Regions from separate parts of the Pan troglodytes genome. Here region 2 is linked to region 1. The links are chromatin contacts, called in public Hi-C maps. All regions are on one chromosome and are shown on one strand. The core of a region is the stretch at or near the end of the contact, and the rest is flanking DNA. Distances in the headings are between cores, read along the strand shown.

The links. Hi-C and Micro-C count contacts between places; a contact is called where the count stands out from the background.
Region 2: a Hi-C map of induced pluripotent stem cells shows a contact between it and region 1, with 1.9 times the contacts expected there. The contact joins the promoter of LOC112204401 here to the enhancer-like site in region 1. A contact is called at or near these places in 1 of 7 Hi-C or Micro-C datasets (induced pluripotent stem cells) and 1 of 1 datasets of contacts at active chromatin or transcription factors (stem cell-derived excitatory neurons).

What each region holds. Positions count from the first base shown.
Region 1 is chr1:177,871,084-177,875,511 of NHGRI_mPanTro3-v2.0_pri, reverse strand. The region is part of intron 2 of SLC1A7 (solute carrier family 1 member 7); the gene reads right to left. Among named protein-coding and RNA genes, the nearest start is that of SLC1A7, 21 kb to the right of the region's middle. Within about 2 kb of position 1,866, at least 4 of the 24 cell types and tissues checked have an H3K27ac peak or open chromatin away from gene starts, as enhancers often do. A contact at or near this core is called in induced pluripotent stem cells, where this site is marked.
Region 2 is chr1:178,075,361-178,079,740 of NHGRI_mPanTro3-v2.0_pri, reverse strand. LOC112204401 (translation machinery-associated protein 7-like) reads left to right here and starts at 2,195. Exons shown (of 1, transcript XM_054667199.2): 1 at 2,195-2,666. The coding sequence starts at 2,313. The coding sequence ends at 2,504. ECHDC2 (enoyl-CoA hydratase domain containing 2) reads right to left here. Exons shown (of 11, transcript XM_016918473.4): 2 at 3,465-3,693.

The DNA.
Region 1 (4,428 bases), core at 617-3,116:
TGCACTCCAGCCTGAGCAACAAGAGTGAAACTCCGTTTCAAAAAAAAATTTATATTGCTTCAGGTTTTAAATTTTAAATTAAATTAAATAAAAGTTCAGTTCCTCAGTTGCACTGCCTGCATTTTGGGTCTCAGAGGCCTCCTCTGACTCATGGCTGTTGTATTGGACAGCCCAATACAATAGTTCTGAGTTACAGATGGGGAAAATGGAGCACAGGGAGATGGAGGCAACTGGCCAGGCCCTCCAGTTGGTGAACCATAATGTCAATATTGGAACAGGGATTTCTGATTGAGAACCTTGTGGGGTTCCCACTCCCACAGTGCCTGTCTGTGGCACAAACCTGGTATAACTCTGGTGGTGGGGGAAAAGGTCTGGTTTGGGCTATGATTTTACTTTTTATTAATTCTTTGAGACAGGGTTTCACTCTGTTGCCCAGGCTGGGGCTCAGTGGCACGATCACGGCTCACTGCAGCCTTGACCTCCTAGGCTCAAATGATTCTCCCACATCAACCTCCCAAGTAGCTGAGACTACAGGCATTCAACACCATGCCTGGCTAATTTTTAAAAAATTTTAGTAGAGATGGGGGTATCTTGATGATGCCCAATCTGGTCTTGAACTCCTGAGCCCAAATGATCCTCCTGTCTTGACCTCCCAAAGTGCTGGGGTTACAGGTGTGAGCCACCCAGCCCAGCTGACTATGATTTTAATGTGATCCAGCCCATGTAAAGCCTTTTTAGTTCAATCTCGGAGTTCACAGCCTGCCCGTGGTAATGAGCCTCAGATTTGTGGTGGTGAGCTTCCCATTGTTGGAGGCATCCAGGTGGATCCTGGATGGCCACCTGTTGAGATGCTAGATGGAGGCTTCCAGATAGAGTGGGAGGTTCCATGAGGATGACTTCAAACATTCCTTCTGGCTCTGTGATTTATGGTGAGGGGAGAATAGGCAACCACCTCTCTCCCACTCCACGCTTGGCTGGGTGCTCCTGGGAGAACCTGCGGTGTTTGAGGGCCCCAGGGAAGAGCCTCTGGGAGTCTGGAGGCTGGAACTCCCTCCTAAGCCATCTGGCCACCACTCAGAGCCCAGGGATTGCGGATCAAGAGATTGCAGTGATTAGAGACATTAACCCGCAGAGGCAGTGGGGAGGCCCAGCCTGTCTCAATCTGGTAATTGCTCCACTTGCAGGGGTGGGGGAAGGGAGGCAAAGACTGCCAGGCTCCCCGTGGAAGGAGAAAAAGGCTGCTGACTGACCCTCCCCTGGTTCTCGCACCAACCCCTGAGGTGGGACTCCTGACCCCATCTCACACTGGGAGGTGCGGGGCAGCTCTGCCATTTGCCAAGCGCTGGTTACAAAGGTGAGGGATTAGAAACCACGCCCCCACGAAGTCGAAGTTGTAGTCGCACCTCCCTACAGAGAGAGCCAAGAGAGCCTGCAGGCTGCCCAGCTGCCGGATGCCCCTCCCCCAGTTTGGGGTGACTCCCCATTGCCCTCCGCAACCATCCCAGCTCCTTCCCTGCCCTGGGTCCCCTGGGGCTGGGCCGCTCTCCTCCTCGTCCACTCTGCTCCTGGAAGTACCTTTGCACTGGATGTTCCTCCCGCCTGGAACTCTCCATCTACCATCCCTTCCCCAACCCTGGCCCAATGTCCCCAACCCTGGGTCAGCTTAGACATCACTGCCTCTGGGAAGCCTTCCCTGACTGCAGCCATCTCACCCACTTCCCCAGGGCACCCTATGCTTCCCAGTTTGTTACGGAGCACCCTGCTAGTGGGCTCAACCCGAATCCCCAGGGCCTGACCCAGCGCCTGGCACAGGACGGGCTGTCACGGAGTGCCGGGAGCCCAGTCCCCGCCTTCTTCTCCTTTCCTGTCCTATGGATGCTGCTCAGCTCTGAAGTCTCCACTCAGGCACCACCGCCCTCTGAAGGCCGCCCTGGCCCTAGGCAAGGCGAGGAAGCTCCCGTAAGCATCCCTCACTCACTGGGAGCCCTTGGGCATGTGACTGGGCCTGGGTGTGCCTCAGTTTCCACTGAGGATGAGTGGGGATGATGCCGGTTTGCTGTGAGGCCAAATCTTGGGTTGGAGTGGTACATGGCATGTGATAAGTACGCACTGCATTTCAATTGTTATAATTTCCTCTGTCTTCACTGTCTGTCTGTGACCACCTGCCCCAGCAGACTGGAACTCCTCCAAGGCAAGGCTAAGTCTAGTTTGGCTCTAGGTCCTTAGAACCCAAGGTCTGGCACAGGCCTGGGTGCAGGGTTGCTGATGTGTGTGATGCTGAACCAGGGTGACATTCTAGATCAGACGTGAAAAGGACGACTTGTGTGCCCAGGTGACTGAGCAGCCATTGAAGGTTTCCTGAGAACAGATCACCAGTACCAGCCTTGGTCCCCGGATGGGCTTAGGGGAATGCCCATGGTGTTGTGTGTCTGTGTGACATCGAGACAGTTGGCACCAGAAATCTGGGAAGAGATGGGGGCTTGGTGAAGGGACAAGGAGCTGAATGTCCTGGGCAGTAGAGAGGGTGTCTAGAGATCAGCTTCAGGACTCTGCTTTCGGCCCTCTCCTTTCTGGTCATTTTAATCAATGGCTTGGCCAAGGCCCCCGACAGCATGTGGAGCAGATTTGTAGAGGACAGGAAGCTGGGAGGAACAGCTAATGTGCTGGATGAGGGAGTTGGGAATCCAAGCAGACCCCAGCAGACTGGGACCACGGGCCAATTCTGACACAATGAGCCTGAACACAGACATGTGTTGGGCCGCATTTGGCTTCCACAGCTTGGAGTGCACAAACACCGGGGTGGGAGGGGGAGGCTGAGCCGTGGCTGCACACGTGGGGAGGGGACTTTGGGCTTTGTTTGCTGCCAGCTGGTGAGTCACCTGGGACGCGGGGCTGCCAAAGGGCTGGTGGGCCCCCCGCCTGTGGCTTCAGAAGCCCGGGGGCTGGTGGAGGCTGCTGCAGACCTGCTTTGACTCATTGAGAAAGGGACGGGGCGGGGTGTGTGTGTCCTGTAGAGGGCAGCTGGGTAGGCAGCAGGTGATAGAGGCACGTGCCTGGTTGCGGGGAGCAGCTGGGGGGCTGGGGGGCAGGTGCTGTGTGGTCCGGAGCGGAGCAGACCTGGGAATGCTGGGGGTGATGGGAAAAGCCCTAGGGCTCTCAGCTCAGCACCAGGAATAACTTTCTGGCAGAGCTGTCCTGCTCTGGCAGGAACTACCTTGAGAAGTGGTGACCTCCCAGTCACTGGAGGTGTGCAAGCAACTTGCTAAAGTCACACAATAAGTGGGTTCAAGCCCTAGTCTGCTAGCATGACAGCATCCAGTCACAACCTCTTGGCAGTGGGAGGACCTGAGGGACAGTGAGGAGCCCCAAGCCCTGCAGCCAAGTCCTTGGGCTCTGGCCTCGGCTGACCTAGCCACAGAGGCTCTCCCCAGCTGGCCCTGGGATGCAGCTGCAGGAAGTCCACCAGACAGGCCGCAGGAAGGAGGCTTCGGGGGTCTGCGGGCAAGAGGGGTCCCTTCAGTCCATCTGAGCATCATGGCTTACTCTTCTTTTCCCCTGAGCAGAAGGCAGGCCCAACAGCTGACAGCCAGTGCCATGCCCATTAGTGCCAGCTCCAAGTCATGCTTCCCAGACAGCTCTGCCAAAGCCCCACACTCAAGCCGACTCCTCCTGAGGCCTGAGGCAGCATGCCCAGACTCCCACTCAGCTAAAGTCTGGGCCATCTCGTCTCAGCACACCCTCCCAAGGGCAGAAATTCCTCCACCACCTCTGCTTGCATATCTCAGAGGACAGAGAACTCACTACCTTCTGAGTCAGCCCCTCCACTATGAGCTCGTGATGCTTATTAGGAAGTCCTTCCTGGTGTCACAATGAAATCTGCCTCCGGGGAAGAGCATTGGGCCACACTGGGCCCAGCCAGCCCTCTGGAGCCACATGGACCAAACCTCTTTGCCTCCACCTTGATTTCCATGGAGGGAAGGTGGGAGAGAGTGTGGGGCTCAGAGTGTGGGCGGTGGGTGCTGCTACCCTGGCATGCCCTGCTGCCCTCTGAAGGTCCCTCCTTCCCAGGCCTGGGTGCCAAGAGGGCGCTCCACTGGGCCCTGTGAGAATGACAAGCTTGAACTGGATCAAAAGCAAAAGCTGGAGGAGCCACAGCTGCAGCCCTCAGAGCTCACTGTCAGACTGCTGGCCATTCTCAACCATTCTCCACCAAGAAGGCTGCATTCCCTAAGGTAATCAGGGCCAGGTCCAGTTTCCAACTCCACGTGAACTGAATCCCCCACCCCTTCCTTGCCCATGTGGCAAAGATCATGAGGAGTCAGAGGAACTCAGGTCTCCTGCCTCCCCTCCCTGCACCAGCAGGGCCCCTGGAGTCTGCCCCGCACGGGGCTCAGGCGAGGCTGTCCTGTGGGCCTCTCTCCAGTGCAG
Region 2 (4,380 bases), core at 946-3,445, 200 kb before region 1:
AGGAATCCTTGATATTGGACAGCCTTGACCTCCCCGGCTCAAGCCATCCTCCCACCTCAGCCTCCTGAGTAGCAGGGGCTACAGGTATGCACAACCATGCCTGGATAATTTTTGTATTTTTTTGTAGAGAAGGGGTTTCACCATGTTTCCCAGGCTGGTCTCAAACTCCTGGGCTCAAGCAATCTGCCTGCCTCACCCTCTCAAAGTGCTGGGATTACAAGAGTGAGCCAGGTGAGTCACTGTACCTGGCCTGGGCCATGTGTACTCCTACTTATTAAAAAAAAAAAAGAAAAAAGTTCAGTGTAACACAGCCTCAGGCAGGTCCTTCAGTAGGTATTCCCGATTGTTATCATAGGAGATGGCAGCTCCATGCACGTTATCGCCCCTGAAGACCTTCCAGTGGGACAAGATGTGGAGGTGGAAGACAGTGATAGGTCTAGGCTCGTGTGTGTGCTTGTGTCTTTGTTTTTAATAAAAAAAGTTTAAGAATTAAAATTTTTAAAAGCTTATAAAATAAGGATCTAAAGAAGAAAACATTTTTTGTACAGCCGTACAATGTGTTTGTGTTTTAAGCTAAGTGTTACTACAGAAGAGTCAAAAGTTGAAAAAATTAAAAAGTTTATAAAATAAAAACAGAGTAAGCTAAGGTTAATTTATCATTGAAGAAAGAAACATTTGTAAAGCAAATTTAGTGTAGCCTAGGTGTACAGTGTTACAGAGTCTATAGTAGTGTACAGTAATGTCCTAGGCCAGGGGTCCCCAACCCCCGGGCTGTGGACCCATCCCAGTCTGTGGCCTGCTAGGAACTGGGCCACACAACAGGAGATGAGCAGCTTCATCTGTATTTACAGCAGCTCCCCATGGCTTGAATTACCACCTGAGTTCCACCTCCTATCAGATCAGCGGTGGCATTAGAATCTCATAGGAGTGCGAACCCTATTGTGAACTGTGCATGTGAGGACTCTAGGTTGTTGTGAGCTCCTTATGAGAATCTAATGCCTGATGATCTGAGGTGGAACAGTTTCATCCCCAAACCATCTGTCCGCCCGCAAGTCCATGGAAAAACTGTCTTTCATGAAAATAGTCCCTGGTGCCAAACCAGTCCCTGCTGTCCTAGGCCTTCACATTCACTCACCATTCACTCGCTGACTCACCCAGTGCAGCTTCCAGTCCTGCAAGCTTCATTTATGGTAACTGCCCAGTACAGGTGCACTATTTAAAAAATCTTTTAGACTGTATTTTTACTGTGCCTTTTCTATGTTCAGATACACATTTACCATTGTGTTACAGTTGCCTACAGTATTCAGCCCAGTACCATGCTGTCCAGGTTTGTATTCTAGGAGCAACAGGCTATACACCATGTAGCCTTGGTGTGCGGTAGGCTACCCCATCTAGGACTGTGTAGGTGCACTCTGTGATGCTCCCACAATGACCACAATCACCTAATGATGCATTTCTCAGAATGTAGCCCCGTTGTTAAGCAACACATGACTCTATGAGAAATAAAGCCGCTAAGAACAGTGAAGAGGGGTTTACCACCCAACCTCAAGCTCAAAGGCAGCAGGTAAAATGTAACAGTGCTCTTGTGCCATCAGCCCCAGTGGAAGGCGGAACCTGCAGCTTCTTATATGAACATCAAATGACCCCAACTCATTCCCTGTGAGGGCTCCGTGTGTGATCTCATCCCCATGCCTCCTCTGCACTGTCATCTTGGTTTCTGTCTCTCCTTCTCTCACTGCCTTTTCCTGCCCTTTGAGCCCTCTGGCAGGGGCAGAGGCTTAATCTGCTGATCCTTGTCATTATTTTTTGGATAAAATGATTCCCGATATTTGCAAGTGAGCCTAAAGGTCTTTAACCCATGATAATTATGTGTTTACAGATGTACAAGTCTGTATTTTGAGTCACTGAATTACTAGAAGAGCCAGTGATTACCTAATGGTTGAGAACACAGGCTTTGAAATCAGACCTGGTTCAAATAACTTAACCTTCTGTGCCTCAGTTTTTTAATCTGTAAAGTGGGGAGAATAATCTTGACTGTCTTAAGAGCTGTTGCCAGTTGGGTAGTGAACTAAGCATGAGATTGGGGGTATAAGGTTCAGCAATATTAACTGTTCAAGGAAATTCTCACCAAGTGGTGCAGTGGGACTCTAGGTGGCCTGTCCGTGTCCACTGAAGGTGGTAGATGCACACTTGGGAACAGTGGGCAACAGCAGGGAGCAAGGAACTGGATTTTATGGCAAAGCCCCCCTTCAAACTTGGTGTCAAGCCAGTAAAAAGGAAGCAATACTGCTGGGGAAGGGGCGGCAGGCGCCATGTCTGGCCACGAAGGTGGCAAGAAGCCACTGAAACGGCCCAAGAAGCAGGCCAAGGAGATGGACGAGGAAGATAAGGCTTTCAAGCAGAAACAAAAAGAGGAGCAGAAGAAACTAGAGGAGCTAAAATGGAAGGCCACGGGGAAGGGGCCCTTGGCCACAAGTGGAATTAAGAAATCTGGCAAAAAGTAAGGTGTTCCCTGTGCCTAAGGAGATGGTGACCCTTTATTTCATCAGTATTTAAACCTCTCTATTCCCTGCCATAACATCTTTTGCCACCTATGGCTGGAATTAAGTGTTGTCTTGGAGCTGTTGTACATTTAAGAATAAACTTTTGTTAAAAAAAAAAAAAAAGGAAGCAATACAACGAAATGTACAGTACAATGCCATCTGTGTATCAAATGCAGGAGACAGGGGATGAGATGCGGGGAGGAGACCCAAGGCAGGAGAAGCGCCTAGCCCTGATGGTTACCAGCAGAGGACTGAGGAGCGTTATCAGCACCACTGAATGCTCCAGAAGTTCAAACAACAACAACAACAAAAACGCAACACGCGATCAGAGGCGTTTTCTGCCAGTGACCCGCGAACTTTGCCCCCCACCCCTCGTCCCCGCTCCATACTATCCTTGATCTTGGCCAAAAGGCGGAGAAACAGCGAACTTTTCCCTGGAGCCAGAAGGACGCAAAGGTTCGCTAGCGGCCCAGGGCTGGGCGCGCGGCTGGAGAGGCACCCTCCTCACTCTGCCCGCTGCCGCACTGGGCACTGGGACTGGCTCCGCTGCCTCCGCCCCCGAACCGGGCCAGGACCCTTGGCGGGGGAGGGGAACGCGCACTTGAACGCTCCTGGCCTGGGGGCCGCGGGGCCCAGTCCTACCCGTGCGGACCCCGCTCCCCCTTCCACACAGTCGGAAGACCCCAAAGGGCCTTTGAAGAGACCGAGGTTGCCAGAGGCCCCCCGCCCCCAGCTAGAGTCGGGAGCCACTAAGGCTGCCGCCCACCTCTCGGGCCTGGAGCGGTTTGGGGCGCCTAGAACTGGGAGGGAGGGACTGGGGATCGAATCCTTCAACGCACTGAGCGGCCCACCTGCCGGCCCCCCGCTGCCTCCGGCCTAGTCCCAGTCGCGTCATGCGCCGCCCCGAAACTGCACATTTACCTTGGTCCGGACCCGCCAGGGCGCGCACTTGGATCTCTGAGCCCCCGGCCGCCCCGTCGGAAGCGCAGCCGCGGGCCCGAAGGGGCCTCCAGGGGCGCAGGAGGCACAGAACGCGCAGCATCGGGGCGCAGGCTGGGAGTGAAGGTGCTTCTCCGGCCCTGCACCGTCTCGGCTCCCGCTGAGAGCTCGCAGTTCCGGCGTCGGGCGAAGCCTTCGCCAATTGCTCCACCTATGGGCCAAGCGTCTGTTGCCTCCTTCCGCACCTCCCGGGGACAGGGAGACTTGAGCGGAGGAGGTCGGGGGAAGCCCAGCTCCTCTGTGTGATTTGGGGTAACCCTGTCAACCTCCCAGCGTCAGTGTTTTAATCCTGTAAAATGGGGATAATAGTGACTACCCCGTGGTGGTGTGAAGATTAAATGGGGTGTGTGAACCTTGCTTGCACATATGCTCAATTTAATTTTTTAAATGAAATGACATTTAATGAGTCCCTTGAGCGTGTCTACACTTGCGAACCTCACTGCTTCACCTCCCATTTGCGCCTCACTTTTTTTTTTTTTTTTTTTTGAGACGGAGTCTCGCTGTGTCGCCCAGGTTGAAGTGCAGTGCCTTGATCTTGCCTCACTGTAACCTCCGCCTCCGGGTTCAAGCGATTCTCCTGCCTCAACCTCCCGAGTAGCTGGGATTACAGGGACGCGCCACCACGCCCAACTAATTTTTTTTTGTATTTTTAGTAGAGGCAGGGTTTCACCATGACGAACCCCTGTCTCTGTTAAACATTCAAAAAAATTAGCTGGGCGTGGTGGCGGGCGCCTGTAATCCCAGCTACTTGGGAGGCTGAGGCAGGAGAATCACTTGAACTCGGAAGGCACAGGTTCAGTGAGCCGAGATCGCGCCACTGCACTCCAGGCTGGGCAAT